Linked DNA regions of Mus musculus: regions 1, 2, 3, 5 and 6 are each linked to region 4. A link is a contact called in public promoter capture Hi-C data. All regions are on one chromosome and are shown on one strand. The core of a region is the stretch at or near the end of the contact, and the rest is flanking DNA. Distances in the headings are between cores, read along the strand shown.

Region 1 (3,832 bases), core at 1,070-3,569, 130 kb after region 4:
CCTGATCCCCCCGGCCCCCAAACCCTTAAAATCAGAATTATTTCTGATCTCAAGCATTTTAGTTTTGATATGGACTATTCAAACTGAGTTTATGTTGTAATTGCCATGGAAGGACTTGCAGTGCTCAGGATGTTCCTTCTTCTCAAAGACCTGTTAAAGGCTGGGTACAGTGACAGACATCTTTAACCTCAACACTCAGGAGGCAAAGACAGGCAGACAGGCAGATTTTTGTGAGTTCCGGGCCGGTCTGGCCTACAAATTGAGTTCCTAAACAGCCAGGGTTACATAGTAAGACTCCTGTTTTGAAAAAGAAAAAACATAAACAAAACCAAAAACAAACAAACAAAACCAGAGCAAACCAAAACAATGACATTTTAATACAGAAAAAAATTTGCAGGACCCAGCAAGGCTTTCTTTGTGTGGGTGGAACAAGTTATTTGGTCTCTGACTGCACTGGAAAATGAGTTCACAGTTCACTAAGTTTACCCAAGATTTGAATCATAGCCACACTGCTTAATAGTTGCCATAGAAACTGTTTTGATCCTCATAAACTTTAGGAGAGCAGTAGCCATGATGGGCTATTGAAATGTTAGACTTGCCTCCTGAGAAGTGGTTTTGTCCTTTAGAAACTGTCAGCAGGCATTGCGGCTCTTTCATCCCATGTTTATATTTTTAATTTTCATCAATCATCATCAGTCAGCTGAGCACTAATTAATATTTATATATAATTGATTGATTAATAGCCTAGACATACTCATTGGCTAATTATTTATTGCACTCTATTTGTCTAGCATGCTCATTGCTACATAGAATAGCAGTTCATAGCAGTATACAGTGAAAAATCCCCTGTGAAAGGTATTATAAGTAGTTTATTAATAGTAATAAACTACAATATTTACTGATACTTTAAAGAAATTGAAGGATGACAAGATGGCTTAGCAGGTTAGAGGATGGCTGCTCTTCTAAAGGAACTGGATTTGGTTCCCAGTACTCACGCTGTAGCACACAGCCACCTATACCTCCACTGCAGGGCGTTAGAACCTCTTCTGGCTCCCACAGGCACCAGGCAGCGTATGCATATACTACACAGACATGCCGACCAAACACCCACATATATAAGATTAAGAGAAAAAATTAAAATAAGTCCATTGAAACTGGCCAAGAGGTCGGAGTAGGTGTTGTTGGAAAGAAAAGAAAATGAAGACTATTCAATCACACGTCCCTCATCTCTGCTTTCTGTTGTTTTCTTACACTTTCACTGAAGTGTAGTAGACTGCTTTGCTTTTTACTATGTTTTTTGTTGTTGTTGTTGTTCTTATTGGAAAAGGAATGAGTGGAGTTACAGCTCTTATGTCTGGGAATTGCACGTAGTTCTAGTCACACACATGGGGGCATGCTGGGGCGTGTCATATATATGAACTGTCTTTTGTTTTTCTTTTTCAAAGAAAAAAAGAAAAAGTCTCACACTTAGCTCATCTGGCATCAAATTCAAGATCCTTCTGCCTGAGCTCCCTGAGCTAGATGGATTACAGGTTTCTTTTTCTATGTATCAAAGAGAAACAAAAGGTGGAGATATTCTGAGAACTTTCAAAATTCAGGATACAATGGACTTTAATAGAACTGTCAGAGTAGGCGTGACTAGTAGAAGGAGGTGGTGTCATGTTCAGTGTGTGACTTGGGAGAACAGAGAAGGCAAGCTAGTGTGGATGCAGTAAGACGTGGATGTAAGTCATGGAGGTGTACGAGGAAAGGGCTGGTGATGGCAGAGGTGGCAGGAACTGAGCCTCGTGCAGTAGGCTGGGCCCAGGGATGAAAGTCCTTGAAAGCCTGGCTGGGGAATTTCCAGCTGGCAGGAAAGAAGCTTTGTAGTTTTAGAGCCACAGGATGACAGCACGAACGTGGTTTTTTAGCAAGGTTCATAACCAGATTCACAGTGGATAGTAGGTGGCAGTGCTAAAATGAAGAATAAGTTGTGTGTCCAACTGGCTAGCTTCATTTTCTGTCAGTATGGACTTTGATTCCTTTGATCCACATTGATTCCTTGCAGGTGAGACATGTTTCTGATGAATTGTTTGAATTTTTCTTGGCAAAAAATTACCTTTGTAGTATATAGTAGAATCTTATTCTTTAAACAGATTTTTTTTTTTTTTTTGAGACAGAGTTTCACTGTGTAGCCCTGGCTATCCTGAACTACTTATATAGACCTCACACAGAGGTTCACCTGCCTCATTCTTATTTCTTGGCCCCATCTAAGGCTGCTCAGTGCCCGGCAGTGTTCTCAGGCAATCACTTGCGGTCCTGTGCATGAAGTCCCTGTAAGGAGCAGAGTGCGCACGTTCTGCTGCAGGCTGGCAAATGCTCTTGCACAGGGACTGGAACGTGTTACCTTCTGCCTCGCTGCTGCTCTCAACAGCTTGCTGGGAACTGTCAAAGCTCTGGTTGATTTGCCAGCTTGGATTGTTTCTGAAGCATATTGGGCTCTCTAGGCCTGCAGAATAAAACAATGTTCTGAGAGTGCTGTGTGAAAGAGAGCTCGGTGCGCCATCCATTCGCTGTGTTTCCCCGGGAAGCACCTTGCCCTCATCCTTATTGAACACTCTTAGTTCAGCATCATTTTGGCACATACCTGTACAATTTTAACACAGTTTATATTTATGTATAACAAATACATTTTAAAGGTATTAAAACATAACTAGATCTAATTTAGGTCTTTTTTGGCCTAAGGTAAATAGTGTTTTGTTTTATATTATTAGTACTTATAAATAGCTTTTGTTTTCTTTTGATCTTAAGCACGCAAACAATTGTCTTGGGATTTGTATTTTTAAACCCACTGGTTGGTTAAAGTGCATAGGATTTTTGATTTTTAGAATTTTTTGAAAAATCATATCATTCAATGCCATTTGTTTGCCTGGGGCTAATGTATGCTTCTGATGTTTTAGGGTGGTTTGTTTTATTCTTTCATTGTTGTTGTTTTGTCTGGTTTTTAACTTGAGATTTTTGTGATCCTTTCCATTGCTATTTTAAGAAGACTTTTGTCTCTTCAACTGAATGGCCAAATTTCATGAGATAATGCTGCCTGACTGCATTTTTGACACAGAGCAAGCACTCTTGATTTTAAATAGCTCCCCTTTGGACTTGCTGTACCAAACATGGCTGCATACTGCCATTTTGGATTTACTTCCTTAAAAATAACTTGACCCCACCCAGGGATCTATCCAATAATCAGCCACCAAACCCAGACACTATTGCATATGCCAGCAAGATTTTGCTGAAGGGACCCTGTTATAGCTGTCTTGTATGAGGCTATGCAAGTGCCTGGCAAATACAGAAGTGGATGCTCACAGTCATCTATAAGATGGAACACAGGGTTCCCAATGGAGAAGCTAGAGAAAGCACCCAAGGAGCTGAAGGGGTCTGCAGCCATATAGGTGGAACAACCATATGAACTAACCAGTACCCTCAGAGCTCGTGTCTCTAGCTGCATATATAGCAGAAGATGGCCTTGTCAGCCATCACTGGGAAGAGAGGCTCCTTGGTATTGCAAACTTTATATGCCCCAGTACAGGGGGATGCCAGGGCCAAGAAGTGTGAGTGGGTGGGTAGGGGAGCAGGGCGGGGGGGAGGGTATAGGGAACTTTCAGGATAGCATTTGAAATGTGTATAAAGAAAATATCTAATTAAAAATAACTTGAATCTTCTCAGTAATAAGCAGACTCAGTTTATTAATTTGCAGACAAGGTCTAAATAGGTTGATGGATTAAATCTTGTTTACTTTATGTACCCTTCAATTAGAAATGAGCAAATAAAACATTAGGCTTGTGTCACTTGTGTT
Region 2 (4,245 bases), core at 1,350-3,849, 160 kb before region 4:
ACACACACACACACACACACACACCTAAAATAACACACACACACACACACACACACACACACACACACACACACAACCCCTCATTACTGGTCTACACCTACTAGGTAGTAACTGAACAATCACCAGGCAAGCACCCTATACTGGCCTCCATCTACACCTACAGTTTTTTCTCTTTATTTATTTACCTTTTTGAGACAAGCTCTCACTACACAGCCCAAGCTAAACTTGAACTTTGTTTTTAAAGATAGGGTCTGGGGCTGGAGAGATGGCTCAGAGATTAAGAGCACTGACTGCTCTTCCAAAGATCCTGAGTTCAATTCCCAGCAACCACATGGTAACTCACAATCATCAGTAATGGGATCTGATGCCCTCTTCTGGTGTGTCTGAAGATGGCTACAGTGTACTCATACATAAAATAAATAAATCTAAAAAAAAAAAAAAAAGACAGGGTCTTATATAGCCTAATCTGGCCTTGAACTTGTGATAAACAAGGTGTGCCTGAGGTTCTGATCTTCCTGTCTCTGCCTCCATTCTAAGTGCAAAGTTGAGTTATAGGAAAATTTAAAATGCAATTTATAGCCTCCATCTTTAAGCTGTGAATCTTAGCTCTTATTAGGAGTGCATAACTTTAAGCAAGACAGATTATATCTGCCTCCTTATGGTGTGATGAAATATGAATGGGATAAATCATGTGAAATGCTAAGGTGAGGGAGGGCTCAAGCTCGGGCAGCTCAAGTGCTCAACAAATGTTATCTGCATTTGGCAAATTCTTAAACTGACAACTGTTAGTCAGCAAGAGAATCAACCAGGAGGGAGTCATTTGTCAAGCTTGGTGTAATGGAGTACTGTTTGCTGAGCCCCGTCCCCAAAACTGAACTACATGTAGGTGAATTAGAGCACATTTCTAGTCAGCTTTGGTAGCATATGCTTTTAATCGCAGCTCGCTGGGGGCAGAAGCAGAAGGATCTCTGTGAATTGGAGACCGGCTGGATCCACACAATGAATTCAGGAGGGTTATACAGTGAGACCTCCTATGAGAGAGAGAGAGAGAGAGAGAGAGAGAGAGAGAGAGTCATAAGAGTGGATAAAAGTGGTGGTGGTAATGTACCCTTTAATCCCAGCACTTGCGAGGCAGAGGCAGGTGAATTTCTGAGTTCAAGATCAACCTGGTCTACAGAGTGAGTTCCAGGACAGCCAGGGCTACACAGAGAAAACCTGTCTCTGAAAAAAAAAAAAAAATCCCAAATAAATAGGAAAGATATTAATTTACATTTCTAACAAGTCTCAGCTGATACTGATACTAGGATCCACGGACAGTATTTTAAAAGTGGATAGAAACAGGGCTGGTGACAAAGAACACTGGCTGCTTTTCCAGGTGACTTGGGTTTGATTTCCAGCATCCATGTATCTTACAAGATTTGTTAACTCCAGTTCCAGGGGATCCAGTGCCCTCTTCTGGCCTCTGCAGGTACTGTAGTCACAAAGTGCACAGATACACATTCAGGCAAAACACCCATACATAAGACATTTTAAAACAAGCTAGACAGAAACAACTGACTGGTTAGTAACTGACATGCAAACTTAAATGCCCATTTTTCTCTAAGCATGCATTACTGTGTAACTACCATTACGTAGGAAAAAACCCCACAAAACAGTTTGCCTACTCTATTCATGAACCTAAGTTGGCCCAAAGAAGTGCTTAAAGCATAACAGCACAGAAAGAATTCCAATGCATGCAACGGAGAGGTTGGAAGCATAAAAAGTGGGAGTTCACGGTGATCATGGGTTATATATCCAGTTTCAGGATAGTCTGCCTATAAATTGAGATCCAGTCTCAAAAAACTGATTAGAGGATAAAAGAGCAATAATCATTTATTAGTTAACATTGTTCTCTGAAGAGTCTTATGATTACTGAAAGAATTGTAGCTCTTTTAACAGAGAGCAGGGAGGTCTTTATATTCTGGTAGAGTTACCTCTATTAAAAAAAGGGCAAGGCATAAAATGGTAACTAATCTTTATTGAATAAACATTATACTGAACAATCTTAGGAAACGTCTCTAAATTCATCCCAATTCACTGTTCGACACGAATTCTTTTCATTAAAGAAGTAAACCGGGGCAGAAGTTGTCCAAACATTGAACTAATCGGCCCAAAGTCGAGGGTTAGAACCCACCCTACCACTACCACGTGTGGCTCAAAGGTCAGGGTGAGCTCTACCGTAGGGACGCAAATCAACGGGGTGAAAGGTTAACAGGAAGTGGATACAAGACTAGCTGTCCTTAAAGTCAACACACGACGAAGGGAGCGTTACTAAAAATAATCTGACCTAGTTTTCTCAATACCCTCTCAGCTGGTAAAGCCATAAAAAAAGTCTGGAAAATGTGGAAAAATCTGGAAAGGAAAGAAAAAAAAAAAAAAAAAAAAAAGCATGAAACTCAGCAATACTTTACAGACTGCGTCCATGACGGGATACACCACATACGCATGCGCAACATCCGGGTTTCCGGAAGCGTGCCTAAGGCCGACGTGGCAGAAGGAGTGGCCTAGCCCTAGAGCATGGGGCGGAACTTCCGGGGACGGCACGCCAGCCCCCCCCCCCTCGGAACCGGAAGTTGAGCCTGGGAGCCTTGACGTTAGGAACGAAGTCGAACCTGGATCTGGAGCCGGGTGAGGAGTGGCATCGCGAGGTTGCGTGGTGGGGAGGAATGCTGAGGAGAGGCCAGGGTATTTTTGGCCTGATCGCTGTCCGGTTTTAGAGGAAAGGGAGGAGCCTGGAGGCGGGGCCTAGAAAGAGACCCTCACCTCTCGCATCTGTGGCCGGCGATCGGTCTTAGGTCCCCGGACCCCTCCCTTCACCTCCTGGCCCAGGTTCCGGCTCGCTTCGCCCTCCCAGCATGTTGAAGGGCATTAGAGGATTGGTCTTTACTGCTTAGTGAACCGGCCCTCTTCGTGGCCCTAGAGGCTGGCTTGGCTTCCGGATCTCGATCTCTGGAGCGCTCAAGCCTCCGCATCTCGGGTACTTTCAGAGTTCTAGGAAGCTTGCCCCGCCCCTTTCGGTTGTCACCCTCGGCTATCCCCCTAGAATGGAGTCAAGATTGGAGTTTGACTCTGAGCTTATTCGGTCCCTCAGCCTCCTTCAGGAAATTAAAGGGAGAGGGACGTTTCCCAGGCTTGATGTTGGTGGCATGTGCAACGTTTAGCGTTTGGAAGGACTGTTCTAAAATGGCTTTGACTTTACAGAGTTTTCAGTCCGGCAGCGGTTTAGCTTCTGGGCTCTCCTAGCAAAGAGAAACCTATTGTTCTACTGCAGCACCTGAAAGGAGGTCTCACTCTTCCTGGGCCTCTTCTGCCTGTATAATAACTAGAAGGATGTTTAGATCTCCAGTCCCCTTGTTGGAATGACCCCTGAAAAGGACCTCCAACTCATCCTTCTGTTCCTGGGCAAGATTGCAATAGTTTGATAGCGACCTATCAAACAAACCTTAGAACAGAAACAATTACAGGCATGCTCTTGGATGTAGAATACCCATAGTCCTCTGCTTGAGACATGAGATGAATGACCTTTGCCATGGAATATTGCTACTTTTTTTTTATCTTAAATGTTTCATTTGTGAGGTTAATACATTCTGTTCATGGAAAGACTGGGGTCAGAGTAACATTTGGATTATTGTAGGTCAGACAAAGAATACTGTTTCTCCCAAATAGCTACTTTACAGTTTTTCTTTGTGTGTGTGTGTGTGTGTGTGTGTGTGTGTGTGTGTGTGTGTTTGAACAAAACCTAGTACATTTGAAGTTATTCTGTTTTGGGGGATGAATGGATGACTTGGTGGTAGATACAATGAATGGAAAGTGGAAACATTGCTTTATTTACCTGTAACATCATGGTAGTTATCAGGCAGAGGACTCTGTGTGACTGCCTGGACACTGAAAGTCATACCACTGGAGAATGGCTGCTGCTGTTCTGTTCCATTAAGTCTGTCTGAAGTTGAAATTTATACCTTCTTGGCAGTGACACAACATGGGGTTCACAGTAACAAAACCCTTGCTTTGAAGAAAGTGACTGCATACTGGCGGGGCAGGAAGTTTCTGAGATCCTGTAGTAGTGTGGGAATAGTTCAACTGATCACAGCCTGATAAGGTCAATCCCTTTTCATCTCTTCCTTCCTTCCCTGAATAGTTGCTCCCTCCGTAGAAAGTTTGTTTTGACTGATTTCGTTCTTTTCCTTCATTCAATAGGTGAGATCA
Region 3 (3,953 bases), core at 621-3,120, 220 kb after region 4:
CATCTCCCACACAAATTAGAAAAAAAAAAAAAACCCCAAAACACATGCCTACTTAAAATATATCTATGTCTTATGCATTAAAAGGGGGTTAACTTTTCTGATTCGCAAGTAGTTTTGTTTTTTTTCTTTAAGTTTTTATTGTATTTGTATGGGTGCTCTGTCTGCATATGTATCTGTACACTGAGTGTGCAGTGCCCAAGAAGGCCAGTAGGGGGAGTAGGATCCCCGTGGGACTGGAGTTACAGACAGTTGTCAGCCACTGTGTGAGGGCCAGGAATTGAACCTGGTTCATCAAAAGTGCATCTAGTGCTCTTAACTGACAAGCCATCTCTCCAGCTCCAAGACTTTTTTTTTTAAATCTATACCGAGAATATATGATTGTCATATTTGATGTGATGGGTGATGTTGGTTAAAGTAATTTTAGTGATAACTCAGTAGGATGTTGGCAACGGCATAGCAGTGTGGTTCTTAGCTAAAAGCAGCAAGTAGGTAAAACAAAGATAAGGAGACTGAGATGGCTCATCAAAAAAGGTGTCTGCTAGCAAGCCTAAGGACCTGAGTTTGAGCACTAAGACCCTCATGGTGGAAGGAGAGAATTGTGGCCCAGAAGTTGGTCTCTGAATTCTACATGTATATTGTGGCATGCAACACACATACAACAAACAAATAAATGTAAAAAAAAAATGTTTAAAAACCAGGAAGACACTGAGAAACAGACGATAATAGCAGTGGGACTCTCTCAAAAGGGGGGCACGTTTTCTTCTTTCAATACAGAGGAAGGATTTATATATTTGCCTGCAGAAAATTCCTTTTCTTCTGTGTAATGTGTTTTCAAGTCAAAATCCCAAATGCCACCAAAAAAAAAAAAAAAAAATTCTTTCCCCGCGAGAACGCCGGATTTTTACAGTGACTCAACTTCTCAACTAGGAAGTTAAAGCTTCAATATCAAACAAATCCACTGCATCCAATCAGCCCACCCCTCATTATGTTTCCATTCTCCAGGCCACCTTCTTAGTTTACAGCCCTGTCACCTGTCTCCTGAGAAGCTGCAACACCCTACTCACTGTTTCCCCATCCCAGGCCAGCTCACGCAGGCGCCACCCTATAAAGAGAGCGTTCTTAGCTTCTTCAGGGGACTTGCCCTCCAAGGCCAAACCTGGGGTCCTACAAATTCAAGTCGTCGGTACTGCACCTCACTATAGATGACATTTCCCGTGCCTGGGGTCCAGGGTCCGAGAACCCTACGTGGCAGGTGCACCGCTCCCTTCCGGCCCAGCTGGCTAGAAAGCCCGGACGTGCCGGGCAGGCGCGGCCCCGGTGCACAGCAGCGGGGACGCTCCTGGAGCCCAGGCTAGAGTCCCGAGCCGGAGCTATGCGGTCTACTCCCCGGCTTTGGAGAGGTCTCCAGCCCGGAGACTCCCCGCCCTCACACTCACCCCGACACCTGGGCGACTCAGTGATTCGGTGCCGGGTCCTCTCTGCACCGCAGCTGAAGCAGCAGAGAATGCCGCGAGGACCCCGCGCTCGGAGTGCCCAGCAGATTGCCTGACTAGCAGCCGCAGAGGCACCAAGGAGGTCGGCTGGACTAGATAGACACAACGAGCGGAACGGCGTTCAGTGAGAGGCTCGGTGTCTACAGAGGTTGAAGATCTGACTCTTCCACATTACTCAGGGGCTGAAGGAACGGGGAGGTTGGCACTCCCTGAGCGCAGGCGCTCACCCGCAGCCTAACTCCGTTTGGGGTCCCTTACCGTAGTAATCGAGGTCCTGTAGGGAAGCGCGTAGAGCCAATGGTTATGGACTAGAGTCACGGATTGGGCGGAGCTTGGAGAGGCGGGGCTTAGTGGAAAGGGGGCGGTGACGAGCTGAGGGGCGGGGCCACCGGACTGAGGGGCGGGACGCGCGGCAGAGCCAAACTACGGTGAGAGTGTGAAGATGGCAGCTGCGGACGAGCCCAAGCCCAAAAAGCTCAAGGTGGAAGCGCCACAAGCGCTGAGGTGAGAGCTGCCCTACGTGGGGGAGGAGGGAGATGGCACTCGCAGTGAGCCAAGGCCCACGTGGGCTGGCGCAGCTGGTTGGTGGCTGCGTTCGTGGGGCCAACGCGCTGGACCTGCAGCTCGGGGAGTTGCCCGCGTAGCTGCTGTTCCCCTCAGTGCCCTCTTGTTCTGGACTCTGCTCAGGTGCATTCTCGGCCCTGGCAGCCACTGACCAATCAGAGCTGCTGGCCCGGGGGCCGAGCCTTCCTCTGGCGCCACGTGCTTGTCTTCGCGGGCCGCGCTAGCGCGACCCCAAAGGACCTATCTGGAGCTGCATCCTTTCCTAGGGTATTTAGCGGGAAGGCGCCCGGCGCCTCCTGGACCCTGGTAAAAGATAACATTCTTGGAATTCTTCAGAAGGCGTTGCAGAAGAGCGTTTTGAGTTTTCCGTCAGCTTTCTGAAATCATCTTTGGAGACCCCCTTCATGGGACCCCCAAGCAACCTCAGGCTTAGGTTAGGAAAGTTTTTGTTTGTTTTTCTTTTTTTCCCCTTTGCATATTTGGCAGGAGCGGAGAGCTCTCTCTCCCAACACCTGACGCACAATTGATGTTGCAACTTTCATTTACAAAAAGCCGTTCGTTTTTTTAAAAAAAATTTCTTCCTAATAAGTATAAAGTCCAGCGCGCTCAGTGTCTGATGACTTTGAAGTGCTCATTGGAAGGCAGTGATTTTGCTACCTAAAAATAGACGCATCAAACTGATTTAAAACCGTGGGCCTGTTACTGATTATACAAGGCAAATTCCATTTATTTCAACATATTTTTTCCATGTTCAAAAGGAGAATTGATTCACAACTGAAAAGGAAAGTTGGGGGGTCCCAAATCATGTTCTTGGTGGAATGGGTCTGAGCAGGTCCCTTTTAGTGGGTTTATTTAGTGCCTATTATTCTTAGAAGGTTATTGTGCATGTCTAATACCACAAACGTAAAACATTAAAAAAAAAACAACCAAAAAACTGAGGATGTTTTATTTTAAATTTTAGATTATCTGGGTCAGTGAGATGGCTCAGCAGATAAGGGCATTTGCTGCCAAGTCGGATGACCTGAGTTCAGTCAGACTCCAGGACACACGTGGTGGACGGAGTGAACCTATTCTGTTCTTCTGTTGTCCTCTGGCCCCGCCCACTGAATAAACGCATACTGTCTCCTTAGATTTTCTTTTAATAAAAATGATACTTTATATATTATGATGATCCATTTTAACAGTGCTTACCATCTGAAGTAACGGTATAAAGAAGCCTCCATGAAAGAAATGCAGGGATTAACCTTATTTTACAGGTGAGGATATTGAAGCTCAAAGAAAACATTTAAGAAAGGAAAATTCGAACCCTGGGCATCAGGATTCAAGTTTATTATTTGGTTCTAGTGTGTTTACACAACATCCAAGACATGCTTCTATTCGAGTATGCATTTTTAAAAATGATCCATGGTAATGATTAATACTTAGATATGTATATGCCAGGTGCTGTTTCTGCATTCTACGTATTTTAACTCAAATCCAAACCAACCTGATAAGACCATTTCTATAATTATCTCAATTTTACCAAAAATGAAGAGCCATATACATATCTGTCTATTTAAAATTGTAGATAATTTAGAGGAATAAAATTCACTTTCCATAATGCTAACCTATTGCTTTCTGCACAGGTGAAGTTAAAAGATTTTGACTGTATGGATTCTTTAATTTTATGCAGAGACCTTTGAGTAGACTGTTCCTCCCTTTGTTAGTTAGGATTGCTGAATGATAATGCATTTCGGCTGAATTGCTCTATGATTTTCCTGGCAGTTAAGAGATTTCTACCAATTTTGTTTAACTGTGAGAGAAAACAGCATAAATTGTAGGCACAGTTTAATGTATAGAATTCGTCAGTGGAGAACATATAAATTAGTAAAAAGCATTTATAGATATTAGGAAAAG
Region 4 (4,000 bases), core at 184-2,683:
TTTAGAATGGCTGATACGAGGACGTGTTTAAAGTTTTTAAAACAGTGTGAAATAGTATTCAGTGAAAAATAAACATTCCTTTTATCTTTTCCTTCAGACCCACAGCCTCTCTACTACAAGGGAAGAGCAGACACCCCCACTGTTGTTGCATGTTGATAGCCCACACTAACGAGGTTTGAGTATTCCTTGCTTTTTTTTTCTATCCTGTTACAATGTACTGTTCATGTTACTGTTCACATCACTGACTGCTCTTCCAGAGGTCCTGAGTTCAATTCCCAGCAGCCACATGGTGGCTCATGACCACCTACAATGGGATCTGGTACTCTTTTCTGGTGTGTCTGAAGAGAGGACTGTGCACTCGCATACATAAAATAAATAAATCTTTAAAAAAAAGACACCCCCCCTTGATTGCTTATTTGTGTCTGTGTGCAACCACAATACCAGTGAGGTATGCACTCAGTCCTGATCTATGATCCTCTGTATTGGTTGTATTCTTTTCCAGACAAATAAATGGATTGTTCATTATAGGCATTTTTCAAAAGACCCATTGACACTTCCATAGCAGCTGCTGTGCCAAGACTTTGCTCCCACAATCCTAACATAGTAACCATTACTGCTTTTTTAAAAATCATAATTATTTTTGAGGATTTCACTATGTAAATTAGTCTGGGCTTGAACTCGCAGAGATCCACCTGCCTCTTCCTCCCTAGTGTTTAGATAAAAGACGTGCACCATTAAGTCTGGCCCTTGCCATAAATTTTAAAATTGTCTTTCAAAGATTGACCTTAAACCAAACAGCAAATCTGAATAAAATCTGACCTTGCCTTTCACCTTCTGATGACAGTATTACACTCCCTGACGACAAACTTCACTCTTGTCTTCTGATTCACTGCTTGCATTAGTGGCATTTGGAGAACTCAGCATTTGACATGTGGGAGCCTTTGTTAGTAGGTATTTTTTGTTGTAAAGGAACTGCGACTTATACCCCTCTATCAGACATCTGAATCAGTGTCGTAGGCAGGTAGGGGGACAGGTTGGAGAAGAACTGATTAAACCACTAAGGAAGAGGCTTGAGATCAGCGAGCCAATGGCTGGAGCGCCCTCACCACGCTACACTGGGGCCGCACTAGGTGAATGAAAGAAAGGAAGAATGTTCAAGCCGCCGGATCATCGCTCGATCCAGACAGACTGCGTTAAGTTTGCTCAGCTGGAAATTCCGTGACTTCGTCAAAGTTGGGAAGCAAGCGCGGTCCAGTTGCGGTGGGATGCAGGAAAAGGAAAAGGAGAGAGAGAGAGAGAGAGAGAGAGAGAGAGAGAGAGAGAGAGAGAGAGAGAGAGAGAGAGAGAGAGAGAGAGCCGCCCTCCAGCAAACCTGGGCGGGGCCAGGGCTCTGGCGGGCCCTAATAAAGGGCGAGCAGCGCCGAGCAGAGCCTGTAGCCCCAGAGCTCTGTCTGTCATCCATCCAGTCCTTGCGTGTCTGCCAGCGCCCTTCCGCTGCAGTCACCGGTGAGTGCTGTTGGTCTGAAGCAAGCCTAGCGGGATGAGGCAGCCAGGGCTCCCGCATGCCTCCCTTCCCACTACCTTGGCTGGCGGAACTGTGGGCAAGGTCACCACTCCAGCCCTTCGCGCCCCTCTACAGAGAGGTTCCATGGTGTTGTGCGGATTCAGAGCCCGCAGAGGGGAGAGACTGCCCGGCTTGGGGAGGTTGGTCACTGATGGCTTGCCCCGCAGGACACCTGGAGTGGCTTCCCTTGGTCTGTAGTAACTCTGCCACCTTCAAGCTGCTCCGCTTCTTGTCCTGACTTCTCCTTCCTTTGCAGAACTGCTGTCTAGAGCCCAGCGGCACTACCATGAAAGTCTGGCTGGCGAGCCTGTTCCTCTGCGCCTTGGTGGTGAAAAACTCTGAAGTGAGTGGTCTCGCTGCTTTAGCACCATCAGGAAGGGGCTTGCAGGATCCCTTAAGCAGCATCAGGGGAAAAATGGGGGCTGCACGGGGAACTTAGGCATCAAAGGCAGGTCCAGGCTTTCCCAGGAAATAGGACAATGTATCAGCGGAGGGCTTGTGCACCCAAAGAGGTTTGCACTATCTGGCAAGGGAGGAAGAAGCCACGGGGAGTGCCTTAGCCCAAGGGCACCTGGTTTGTGTGAAGTTTGCTTGAGTCAGTCCATGTCTGGGTGCTGGCTAGTAATAAACAGAAAGGGGAGAGACAGACAGGGGTGGGGTGGGAGAAAGAGAGAGAGAGAGAGAGAGAGAGAGAGAGAGAGAGAGAGAGAGAGAGAATATTATGAGTGAATGAATATCACTGGAAGGGATTTTGAGGTGGGGACCTGTTTATCCTGAACATGAATTCCCTAGAGCATGTCACCTTCATCTCTTGCAGGGTGGCAGTGTACTTGGAGCTCCTGATGAATGTGAGTATCTGCTTCCTTGCACAATAGTTGGCTGCACAGAGACCCTTGAAAAACCTTAGGAGACATACCCTCCCTGTCCCTGCTGAAAGGCTGGCTCCCCACTTGATCCTTGCTTACCCCTCCTTTGCATTTGCTAGCAAACTGTGGCTGTCAGAACGGAGGTGTATGCGTGTCCTACAAGTACTTCTCCAGAATTCGCCGATGCAGCTGCCCAAGGAAATTCCAGGGGGAGCACTGTGAGATAGGTATGGGGATTTGGACTTGGAATGTGGGAGTGGGGGAGGACCAGAGATCTTAGAACAGGGACAGATGGGTGGGATGCAGAAGCAGGCAGAAGCTGGCCTTGGAGGTGTGGGTCTGTTACCCCAGCACTTAGGAGGAGACTGAAGCCTGGCCTCCATAGTAAGTCCTTGTCTCAAAAGGCGGGCGAGGCGCAGCTAGAGAGACAGCTTAGTGATTAAGAACACTGGCTGCTCTTCTAGACATCCTATAGTTTGAGTTTCAGCACCCATAGAGGTGGGTTACAGCCATCTGTACCCCCAGTCCCAGAGAATCTGATGCCCTCTTCTGACCTCTTCCAGCCCAAGTGACATACATGGTGTACAGATATACATGGAGGAAAAACACTCATACACATAAAATAAGCAAACAAACAAACAAAACAGGCAGCAGAAGTTGGGAGTCACACACACACACACACACACACACACACACACACACACACACTCATGAAGTAGTGGCTATACAAGTGTGAAAAAAAAGGGTGAATCTCCCTCATATCACCTGACAGGTCTGAAACCGTGTCACCTCTGAAATGCCTGTCCAAACCGCCTCCCTTTTCTAATACTCTGCACTCCTCAAATCATTTCTAGATGCATCAAAAACCTGCTATCATGGAAATGGTGACTCTTACCGAGGAAAGGCCAACACTGATACCAAAGGTCGGCCCTGCCTGGCCTGGAATGCGCCTGCTGTCCTTCAGAAACCCTACAATGCCCACAGACCTGATGCTATTAGCCTAGGCCTGGGGAAACACAATTACTGCAGGTAGGTGGTGACTGAGTACCAAGAATCCTTCCCAAGGGGGATAGGGAGGTGGCTCAGCAGTTAAGAGCACAGACTGCCTTTCCAGAGCACCTAGTTTGATTCCCAGCATCTACAGGGCAGCTCGTGACAGTCTTTAACACCTGTTCTAGAGGATCCGATACCCTCTTCTGGCCTCACTGGGCAGGCATGCACTGTCATGAATATAGGAAAACACTTATACACATTAAAAACAACAACATCCCTTCCCCCATCGTGGCCTCTTAGAAACCTTTGTTATCACCATGGTATACCTGGGATGGGAATCCTGGCACAAGAATCCAGGTCTCTGGCTGAGCCTTTGTTGGAAGGGAGAATACAGAGAAGACATTCGGGCTTGGCATGACATTCCCTATCTCTTTGTGTTACCAGGAACCCTGACAACCAGAAGCGACCCTGGTGCTATGTGCAGATTGGCCTAAGGCAGTTTGTCCAAGAATGCATGGTGCATGACTGCTCTCTTAGTGAGTGTCGCTGACTGCTTATGACAACGGGGTGGGAAGAG
Region 5 (4,166 bases), core at 901-3,400, 160 kb after region 4:
GTGTCTATTAGTTTTCTCACCAAAATTAAAAGTATCACAGAGGTGTTTATTAACAGAATTTTAAATTTTACATTGACACAATTTCTTTTTTCCAAGGTAGGCACATATTTTTTCAAGAAAAAGCTTATGTTATTATAAACAAATATATATGTAGGCAAATTGTAAAATCTTATAAGTTATGGTAGGTAAATACTGAAAGCTATCCAGTTTTTTGAGGTTAGGAGTTACCTGAGAGTCTATCCATTTAGGCCTTTCTCATTTGAAATTCAGCTCTGGGAGCAAATCTTGTTGTATAAATTATTGTACAACAAAGCAACAAAGTAGAAGAAAGAAACAGATTTAAGCAATATTATTAAGTGTACTTATGAGTGGACTTTGGACTAGATTTTCCTGATGTTGCCTAACATTGGTAGCTGTCATAATTCATGTAACTTAGTAACTTTTCACCCTACCCTACCACCCAGCGGGAGTGCACTTTTTTTGTTGCTGTGGCTGAGAATAAAGTTAGGATGAGAGCACACTCTCTATCTTTTTAGATGAAAGAAAAGGGGGGTCCTAAAGCAGCGTCCATCATTTGAGTAGACATTTCAGAAGCATCAGGGTTCAGCTGCTGCTGAGTTTTCAGCCTGTTCTTTTTGTGTTATAGTGATGACTCTGACTTGGAAGTAGGGATGTGCTCAGTGCCCCCTTGTGGAAGCTTGATGGTACAACCCTGGTAGGACTGGAAATAAGAAAGTTTAGGAATAAGGGCATGCGAAGAATTTTAGAAGTTAACATTATGCTTTGATGGATTGACTCTCTGGGAGTCAGTTCTCTAGTGCAAAAAAAGGAGACAGAATGTTTTTTAAGATGTTAAGTAGAGATGGCCAGACTAGGGCCAGATGTAGCACATACCTTTAATCCTAGAAGTTGAGGCAGAAGCAGATCACTGGAAAGCCAGCCTGGTCTGTGTGATGAGTTCCAGGGAACTAGGGCTACACAGTTATACCCTTGGAGGTGGGAGAATGGGGGCAGAGGTGTAGAGACAGAGACAGAGACAGAGAGAGAGACAGAGAGAGAGAGAGAGAGAGAGAGAGAGAGAGAGAGAGAGAGAAGAGGAGGGGAGGAGAGGGGAGGGGAGGGGAGAAGAAGAAGGAGGAGGAGGAAGAGGAGGAGGAAGAAGAGAAAGAGGAAGAGAGGGAGAGAGAGACTGTATAATCTCCCAGTTCTAAAGATTGGCACATGGATATTTGTTTCACTGTTATTTTTTATGTATTATAAATTAAGCTGGGAGTCATGGCACATACCTTTTTTAATCAGACAATTTTATGTTAACAGACCAGCCTGGTTGACATAGCAAATTTTGTCTAGCCAGAGCTACATAAAGAGACCCTGTCTCAAAAAAATTTTTTTTTCTCTTATTTGGTTGTTTTCTAGTGACATCCTAGCAGATTCTGTGTTAGTTTTATGCTTATCATCCTGAGTCCTGGTTATAAGCAATACATTGAGATCCATTTGTTAGGGTGGGGGGGGGGAAATCTAAGGACGAGGAGTGAAGAACAGCAGGGAAGGCCAGCAGTGCGCTTCCTTCTTGTAAAACTTTTTGTGGTTTATTTTGAGAACTAAAACAAAATGGTTACATTAATACTATTTATTTTTTCCAATGAGTAACTCTTTAAGTTTTTTGATTTATTTAATATAGTGAAATACCATCTGGTGTTTGTGCGTGTGCATTTTAAAATAAGAGATAAAAGGACTGTGCTTTGTGGCACCACATACTAATAAGGCTTGCCTAGAGCAGGGAGGGCTCTGGCAAGGCTTCCACTTGATGTTGAGGCTCCACAAGTTTCCTACCGGATGGCGACCATTAGGAAAGCTGATAATGAAGTATGAGCAGCAGGGCTCCTTCCTGCTGGAGACATTAGGCATTTTTTTGGCTTGAGCAGTTTTTTAAGCTTTTTGCAATTTTAGCATTGAAGACACCAGGAGGCAGAATAGAATTAACTGAAGATTTGCATGCAAGATGTTGCATTTTGACAGACACAAGACTTGTGGTGTGGTGAGATTATTTAAGGCTGTTGTAGGACTACCTGAGCTGTTGTGTGTTAGTGCTGTAACTACTGCTCTGTAAAAATTAAGAGACCATGTTACAAAACACACAAGAACTGTGGCATTTCTCTTCCAAAGGACACTGAAGCCATGAAGAGAGCGCTGGCGTCCATAGACTCCAAATTGAACCAGGCCAAAGGTTGGCTCCGTGACCCCAATGCCTCCCCAGGTAACTCTGCAGTAAAAAACTCTGTTTTCTGAACAATAAACAGTTAAAATCAAATCAAATGAAGGAATGGGAGGAATCCTTCCATAATCTCACCATCCTGAGGTAACTGTGGCATCCTGCCATAGTTCTGAGAAATTGAAACATCCCTGGCCTTAAAGGATGAAGGCATAAAATCTCTCATTTCTCACCATGAATAAATAAACCAAGTTAAGCCGGTGTCTTTGAAAAGTTACTGCTTCGCCCATCCCCTGAAGCAGAAAGGTTATTATTTTGAATAAACACCCTTTTTTGCTAGTTCTGTTTGGAAGCTGGTGCCATTTATGTCAGCAAAGTACTTAGTTAAGTAGATTGTACAGTGATCTTAATGTAAGATATATAAAAGTTGAATATATAAAGATAAGACCCAACAAGGCTTTTGGCTTTTCTAATTTAATATTTATTCCACTTCAGATTGTTTGAGCAAATGTGAAAAGCCTAATGGAAGTTGGAGGTCCTAAGTCCTGTTGAATTATGAGACTACTTTTCATCAGCCACATACTTATGGCCACTGCATATCTCCAAGCAGATATGGTACAACATATCTTCCTTCACAGGGCCTGTGGTTAAGCCTCGCCTTATGTCTATGGGGCAGTGTGTGGCTGTCAGGTCTTGTATTCCTTCATGAACGGAATGACTTGTGATGGGATCTCTCTGGATAATTGATGTGTTCATGGTGTAGATATTGACTATCTCACTATTTTAGGGGATGCTGGAGAGCAGGCCATCAGGCAGATCTTAGATGAAGCTGGAAAAGTTGGTGAACTTTGTGCAGGCAAGGAACGCAGGGAGATCCTAGGAACCTGCAAAATGCTAGGGCAGATGACTGACCAAGTGGCTGACCTCCGAGCCAGGTAAGGGTCCTCTCCTTTTCTTAACCCGTGCTGAACAGCTCACTCCTGAGGAGGTGATTCAGAGCACAGGTCCACGCCGATTGTATTGAACTGTCCTTTGCTAATAACAGAGCTTTAAAATATTCAAAGTCTAATAAAGTTAGAGCTCATTATATAATTATTAGGTTTTTTTATGGATGGGTAGATAGAAAATTCCAGTAGGGCTGGAGATATACCCCAGTTGAGAGATTGCTTGCTTAGTATGTGTGTAACTCTGGGCTTAGTTCCTAGAACCCATTAGCCAGCAAGGAGCAGGTGCCTCGAATCCCTAGAACTCTGGAGGTGGAGGCAGGAGGACCCGATTTCAGTGTCATCCTCAGCTATCTGCTGTACTGAAGGCCAGCCTGAGCTACATGTGTAACAATACTTTTTTAAATATAAATCCTGCCATCCACCCCAATGTTTATACATTCCTAAATGAAAGACATACACTCAGCCTTTGCATTTTGATATGCCTTAAATAGTGTGAGAGTTGGGCTACCTTCTAACCTCCATGTCGTTAATCTGCCTCCTGTTGATAAGCCCGAGTCATTACTTACAAGATTCTACATTCTGCCTTGGCTGCCCTGGAGCCAGAGGGCCGCACTCTCCCAGCCTCTTCACGGCTGCCCATGCCTCCCTGTCCCCCACTCCTCAGGCATGGCGTCTTTCCTCACCTTCTCCTGGCATGGTGGATCTCTTCCTTCCTCCTCTCTCTCCATGCCAAGCCCAGGAAATTCTCACATCCTGCCTCTGTCCTGCGGAGTCATTGGCTGCCGGCATCTTTATTTACCAATCAAAACCAATTGGGGACAGGGCCCCTCAGTGTTTTCTGTAAGGCACTCCTGTAACCAATTTTGGGGACCAAAATTAACATTATAATACAAGTAGCGTTAGGCCACACCCACTACAACATGAGATACTAGGTTTTTTTTTTTCATTTTGTGTTTATTACTGTGTACATTTATTTTAAAAATTGTTAATATTTTAACACTATTCTT
Region 6 (3,797 bases), core at 1,158-3,657, 140 kb before region 4:
GAGCACAGGGCCTCCAAGAAGGAGGGGGTGGATTACTTTACACTAAGAAATTTGTTTTTACGTACATTGCATATGACTATCTAGAGACTTAGCTTTCTTAGTTTGTGTGTATAAAGGAGTATGTTGTTCTTGGTGATGTTTTTTTCTTCTTTTGTCTAGACAAAGTCTCCCCTTGATAGTACCGCTGAACCACCAGCAGTTCGAGCCTCTGAAGAGCGCCTAAGCAGTGGCGATATATATTTGCTGGAAAATGGGCTCAACCTCTTTGTCTGGGTGGGAGCAAGCGTCCAACAAGGTGTTGTCCAGAGCCTTTTCAACGTGTCCTCCTTCAGTCAGATCACCAGCGGCTTGGTGAGAACAGGGTGTCAAGGATGAGATGGGTATGGGAAATACTCTGGTGATTTGACAGTGGGTCAGTGTCATGCTGGTCCCTTTATTATGTATCAGAGAACACTTAGGTGAGGGAAGCGGCTATCACTGTTTTTCTGGTTTTCTTATTTCAGATGATAGCTAAATCTGTGTTGTTCCCTTTGGATGGACTTAAAAGTACTTTATCATAGTAATGAATACATTTTTGTTCCAGAGTGTTCTGCCAGTTCTGGATAATCCACTGTCTAAGAAAGTTCGAGGTCTCATCGATAGCTTACGGGCACAGAGAATGCGGTACATGAAGGTAACACAGATGTTCTATGTTTCACAGTGGTGGGGCTGGATATTGAACCTTCTGTGCCAGACAAGTACTCTTTTTTTTTTTTAAAAAGATTTATTTATTAATTATATGTAAGTACACTGTAGCTGTCTTCAGACACACCAGAAGAGGGCATCAGCTCTCATTAAGGATGGTGGTGAGCCACCATGTGGTTGCTAGGATTTGAACTCAGGACCTTCGGAAGAGCAGTCAGTGCTCTTACCCACTGAGCCATCATCTCTCCAGCTCCAGACAAGTACTCTTATGCTCAGCGCAGTAGCCCTGCTCTGAGTCCTGGATTTCTTGTCAGGTCATCAGGAAGGAAGCTGGGGAGGGAGCATACGCGTGTATGCGTTCTTCCTTACCATTTGCCCTTCCTTACCATCTGCCTTCTGCCTGTAGCTTATCGTGGTCAAGCAGGAAGACAAGCTGGAGATGCTGTTCAAGCACTTCCTGGTGGAAGACAAGAGCCTAAGTGGAGGTGCATCCTATGTGGACTTTCTCTGTCATATGCACAAGGAGATCCGGCAGCTACTGAGCTAAAGCAAGTGGGTAAATGGCATAGGGTCCCAGGCCAGCTTCCAGGAAGAACCCCAGGATGACAGAGAAATTGGGACAGTTCCATATCGTATAAGTCATGTAAGCTGACCTCAGTTGACTTCTTTTGGGGGGAGGGCGAGATATAAGGAGACACCGTCTTTCTGGGCTCAAATACACTACCACTCTGTCATGTCCTGCTGATCGAAGGTGCCTCAGGCCCCTTACTCTACCCTTTCTCCTGCTAATCCTCTTGTAATGAATGTAGTTTCTCAGTTCACTGTATATGATTCGGTGTTGGGGGTTTGGAGGCAGCTGGGCCCTGGCAACAGTGTGTCCCTTTGGATGAGCCTCCAAGAGGAAGGGCAGGCAGGAAGAAGTGGGAATCCCAGGGTTATTACAGGAGGTGGCAAATTCAGCTCCGTGTCATCAACAACTTCCTATATTAGGGACAAAATATACAGGTGCACAAGAGCTGGGGTACAGGCCGTAGGTGGTGGAGAGTAAAATAGTTGGTCCTTTGGGTGCCTGATGGTCAGTAGCAAAGTCATAGTTACCGAGGATGGATGACTAATCTCTCTACTTCCACTGCGCGTGCTCTCTCTCCCCTGCAATGATTGGTGAGCACTTCGTGGATGAATGAGCCTGGGGTAAGAATTGCAAAACATATTAACACCTTGGGGAAGTAGCAGCCTCCTTTCCAGATGGAGAAGCCCCAATCCTGGATGGTTCTGTAGAGCGCCTGATGGTCAACTTGCAATACCTCACAGAGCCAGCCCACATCCCACTCAGCTTCCACCAGAAACGTTGTTGGGGAGAGGCAGATATGGCTGGAGCCCTGTCTTCCGGTGCCAGGACGTTACTGGGCTTTGGTATTGACTGAGTGGCTGACAAGTTATCTTCCAACTCCAGTTGGCTGGGCAGGACAAGGGCTAGGAATGACCGTGGTCAGGCCTGCCTGCTCCCAGCCCAGGATGCCCCTGCTATGGACCTTTCATTTCTTTTCATTGGTTTATTTTTCAATGCATCTTTAATTTGTAAAGAAATAAAATAAGATGTAACCAGTATCCCTCTCATTACTCGCGACTTTTCCCCACCCTGCCTGCAGCTGAGAGGAGTTACGCATGCGCCGCGTGCCCCTATGGCGTAGGACCTAGTCCACTCCCCACCCGCCGCAGGGCGGGGTTTCGTGCTGTCCGAGGGGGTCCGGTGTGGACATGGCTGCTCGCTGTACCGAGGCGGTGCTGGCCGCCCTGGGGGTGCTCAGTGTCTGTTCGGCCAGCAGCTCCGGGTCCGAGGCTTCCGGGGAGGCAGAGAGGGAGGAGCCGTGGGATGGCGCGGTTTTCCGGCCTCCCGCCGCCCTAGGCGCCGTGGGGATAGCGCGCGGGCCCGGGTCCCCGCCTCCAGGGAACAGAGAGGCGGTGGACCTACCAGTGTTGCTGTGGTGGAGCCCAGGTCTGTTTCCGCACTTCCCAGGTGACTCGGAGCGCATACAGTGTGCGCACGGCGCGTGCGTGGCGTCCCGGGATCGACGGGCGCGCGCCGACCCGCGGACGCGCGCGTTGCTCTTTTACGGCACGGACTTCCGCGCGGCTGATGCGCCCCTGCCGCGCCTGGCGCACCAGAGCTGGGCGCTCCTGCACGAGGAGTCGCCGCTCAATAACTTCCTACTGAGCCACGGCCCGGGCATCCGTCTCTTCAATCTCACCGCCACTTTCAGCCGCCACTCGGATTATCCGCTGCCGCTGCAGTGGCTGCCCGGGGCCGCCTATTTGCGCCGGCCCGCGCCTCCGCCCCGGGAGCGCGCCGAGTGGCGTCGCCGCGGATACGCGCCGTTGCTCTATTTGCAGTCCCATTGCGATGTGCCTTCCGACCGGGACCGATACGTACGCGAGCTCATGCGCTACATCCCGGTGGGTGAGAGAGCGGCGGGGCGGGGCGGGGCGGGGGTGGGCCGGGCGAACGCCCCACCCTGCTGACCGCCGTGCTCTGACTCGCTTAGGTGGATTCCTATGGCAAGTGCCTGCAGAACCGCGAGCCGCCCACCGTGCGATTACAGGACACAGCCACGGCCACCACCGAGGATCCAGAACTCATGGCCTTTTTGTCCCGGTATAAGTTCCACTTAGCTCTGGAGAATGCCATCTGCAATGATTACATGACAGAAAAACTGTGGCGCCCCATGCATCTGGGTGCTGTGCCCGTGTATCGTGGATCACCCTCTGTGAGGGACTGGATGCCCAATAATCACTCTGTCATCCTAATTGATGACTTTGAGTCCCCTCAAAAGTTGGCAGAGTTTATTGACTTTCTGGACAAAAATGATGACGAGTATATGAAATACCTGGCATACAAGCAGCCTGGAGGCATCACCAACCAGTTTCTTCTGGATAACCTGGAGCACAGGGAGTGGGGAGTCAACGATCCCATGTTGCCTAATTACCTCAATGGCTTTGAGTGTTTCGTCTGTGACCATGAACTGGCTCGGCTGAATGCCGAGAAAGCACATGCATCCTCTCATGGGGACATTCCTGTCCCCGAGCCTCGCATTGCCCAGTCGTCGCACATGAAC

Evidence for each region. Promoter capture Hi-C pulls out the DNA fragments that hold promoters and counts their contacts. Capture Hi-C pulls out chosen DNA fragments and counts their contacts.
Region 1: a promoter capture Hi-C map of hippocampal neurons shows a contact between it and region 4, with 1.8 times the contacts expected there. The contact joins the enhancer-like site here to the promoter of Plau in region 4. A contact is called at or near these places in 10 of 39 promoter capture datasets (the C10 cell line, cranial neural crest, embryonic stem cells and 4 more), 3 of 115 datasets of contacts at active chromatin or transcription factors (bone marrow-derived macrophages, embryonic stem cells and pancreatic cancer cells) and 2 of 9 other capture datasets (adipose tissue and embryonic stem cells).
Region 2: a contact with region 4 is called in a promoter capture Hi-C map of macrophages, with 5 read pairs. The contact joins the promoter of Sec24c here to the promoter of Plau in region 4. A contact is called at or near these places in 3 of 39 promoter capture datasets (the C10 cell line, hippocampal neurons and macrophages), 5 of 115 datasets of contacts at active chromatin or transcription factors (bone marrow-derived macrophages, embryonic stem cells, memory CD8 T cells and 1 more) and 3 of 9 other capture datasets (adipose tissue, liver and pancreatic islet).
Region 3: a promoter capture Hi-C map of liver shows a contact between it and region 4. The contact joins the promoter of Adk here to the promoter of Plau in region 4. A contact is called at or near these places in 7 of 39 promoter capture datasets (the C10 cell line, cranial neural crest, hematopoietic stem and progenitor cells and 4 more), 1 of 484 Hi-C or Micro-C datasets (nephron progenitors), 3 of 115 datasets of contacts at active chromatin or transcription factors (the 230-238 cell line, embryonic stem cells and memory CD8 T cells) and 4 of 9 other capture datasets (adipose tissue, embryonic stem cells, liver and 1 more).
Region 5: a contact with region 4 is called in a promoter capture Hi-C map of liver. The contact joins the enhancer-like site here to the promoter of Plau in region 4. A contact is called at or near these places in 12 of 39 promoter capture datasets (the C10 cell line, the HPC-7 cell line, cranial neural crest and 7 more), 1 of 15 datasets of contacts at CTCF or cohesin (the NIH/3T3 cell line), 1 of 484 Hi-C or Micro-C datasets (muscle stem cells), 7 of 115 datasets of contacts at active chromatin or transcription factors (bone marrow-derived macrophages, embryonic hindbrain, embryonic stem cells and 1 more) and 5 of 9 other capture datasets (adipose tissue, embryonic stem cells, liver and 2 more).
Region 6: a contact with region 4 is called in a promoter capture Hi-C map of macrophages, with 5 read pairs. The contact joins the promoter of Fut11 here to the promoter of Plau in region 4. A contact is called at or near these places in 11 of 39 promoter capture datasets (3T3-L1-derived adipocytes, the C10 cell line, the HPC-7 cell line and 7 more), 8 of 115 datasets of contacts at active chromatin or transcription factors (the SCID.adh cell line, bone marrow-derived macrophages, effector CD8 T cells and 3 more) and 3 of 9 other capture datasets (adipose tissue, liver and pancreatic islet).

The regions. Positions count from the first base shown.
Region 1 is chr14:20,968,767-20,972,598 of GRCm38.p6, forward strand. The region is part of intron 2 of Vcl (vinculin); the gene reads left to right. Among named protein-coding and RNA genes, the nearest start is that of Vcl, 41 kb to the left of the region's middle. Within about 2 kb of position 2,320, at least 47 of the 459 cell types and tissues checked have an H3K27ac peak or open chromatin away from gene starts, as enhancers often do. A contact at or near this core is called in hippocampal neurons, where this site is marked.
Region 2 is chr14:20,671,722-20,675,966 of GRCm38.p6, forward strand. Sec24c (Sec24 related gene family, member C (S. cerevisiae)) reads left to right here and starts at 2,600. Exons shown (of 23, transcript NM_172596.2): 1 at 2,600-2,667; 2 at 4,237-4,245.
Region 3 is chr14:21,050,704-21,054,656 of GRCm38.p6, forward strand. It overlaps Adk (adenosine kinase), which reads left to right and starts at 1,871. Exons shown (of 11, transcript NM_134079.4): 1 at 1,871-1,997. The coding sequence starts at 1,936. Ap3m1 (adaptor-related protein complex 3, mu 1 subunit) reads right to left here and starts at 1,739. Exons shown (of 9, transcript NM_018829.4): 1 at 1,437-1,739.
Region 4 is chr14:20,835,229-20,839,228 of GRCm38.p6, forward strand. Plau (plasminogen activator, urokinase) reads left to right here and starts at 1,434. Exons shown (of 11, transcript NM_008873.3): 1 at 1,434-1,506; 2 at 1,821-1,907; 3 at 2,382-2,412; 4 at 2,550-2,657; 5 at 3,285-3,459; 6 at 3,868-3,959. The coding sequence starts at 1,851.
Region 5 is chr14:20,992,846-20,997,011 of GRCm38.p6, forward strand. Vcl (vinculin) reads left to right here. Exons shown (of 21, transcript NM_009502.5): 7 at 2,167-2,257; 8 at 3,000-3,147. Among named protein-coding and RNA genes, the nearest start is that of Ap3m1, 58 kb to the right of the region's middle. Within about 2 kb of position 2,151, at least 28 of the 459 cell types and tissues checked have an H3K27ac peak or open chromatin away from gene starts, as enhancers often do. A contact at or near this core is called in adipose tissue, bone marrow-derived macrophages, liver and 1 more, where this site is marked.
Region 6 is chr14:20,692,561-20,696,357 of GRCm38.p6, forward strand. Fut11 (fucosyltransferase 11) reads left to right here and starts at 2,408. Exons shown (of 3, transcript NM_028428.2): 1 at 2,408-3,138; 2 at 3,228-3,797. The coding sequence starts at 2,443. It overlaps Sec24c (Sec24 related gene family, member C (S. cerevisiae)), which reads left to right. Exons shown (of 23, transcript NM_172596.2): 21 at 160-351; 22 at 584-673; 23 at 1,091-2,290. The coding sequence ends at 1,231.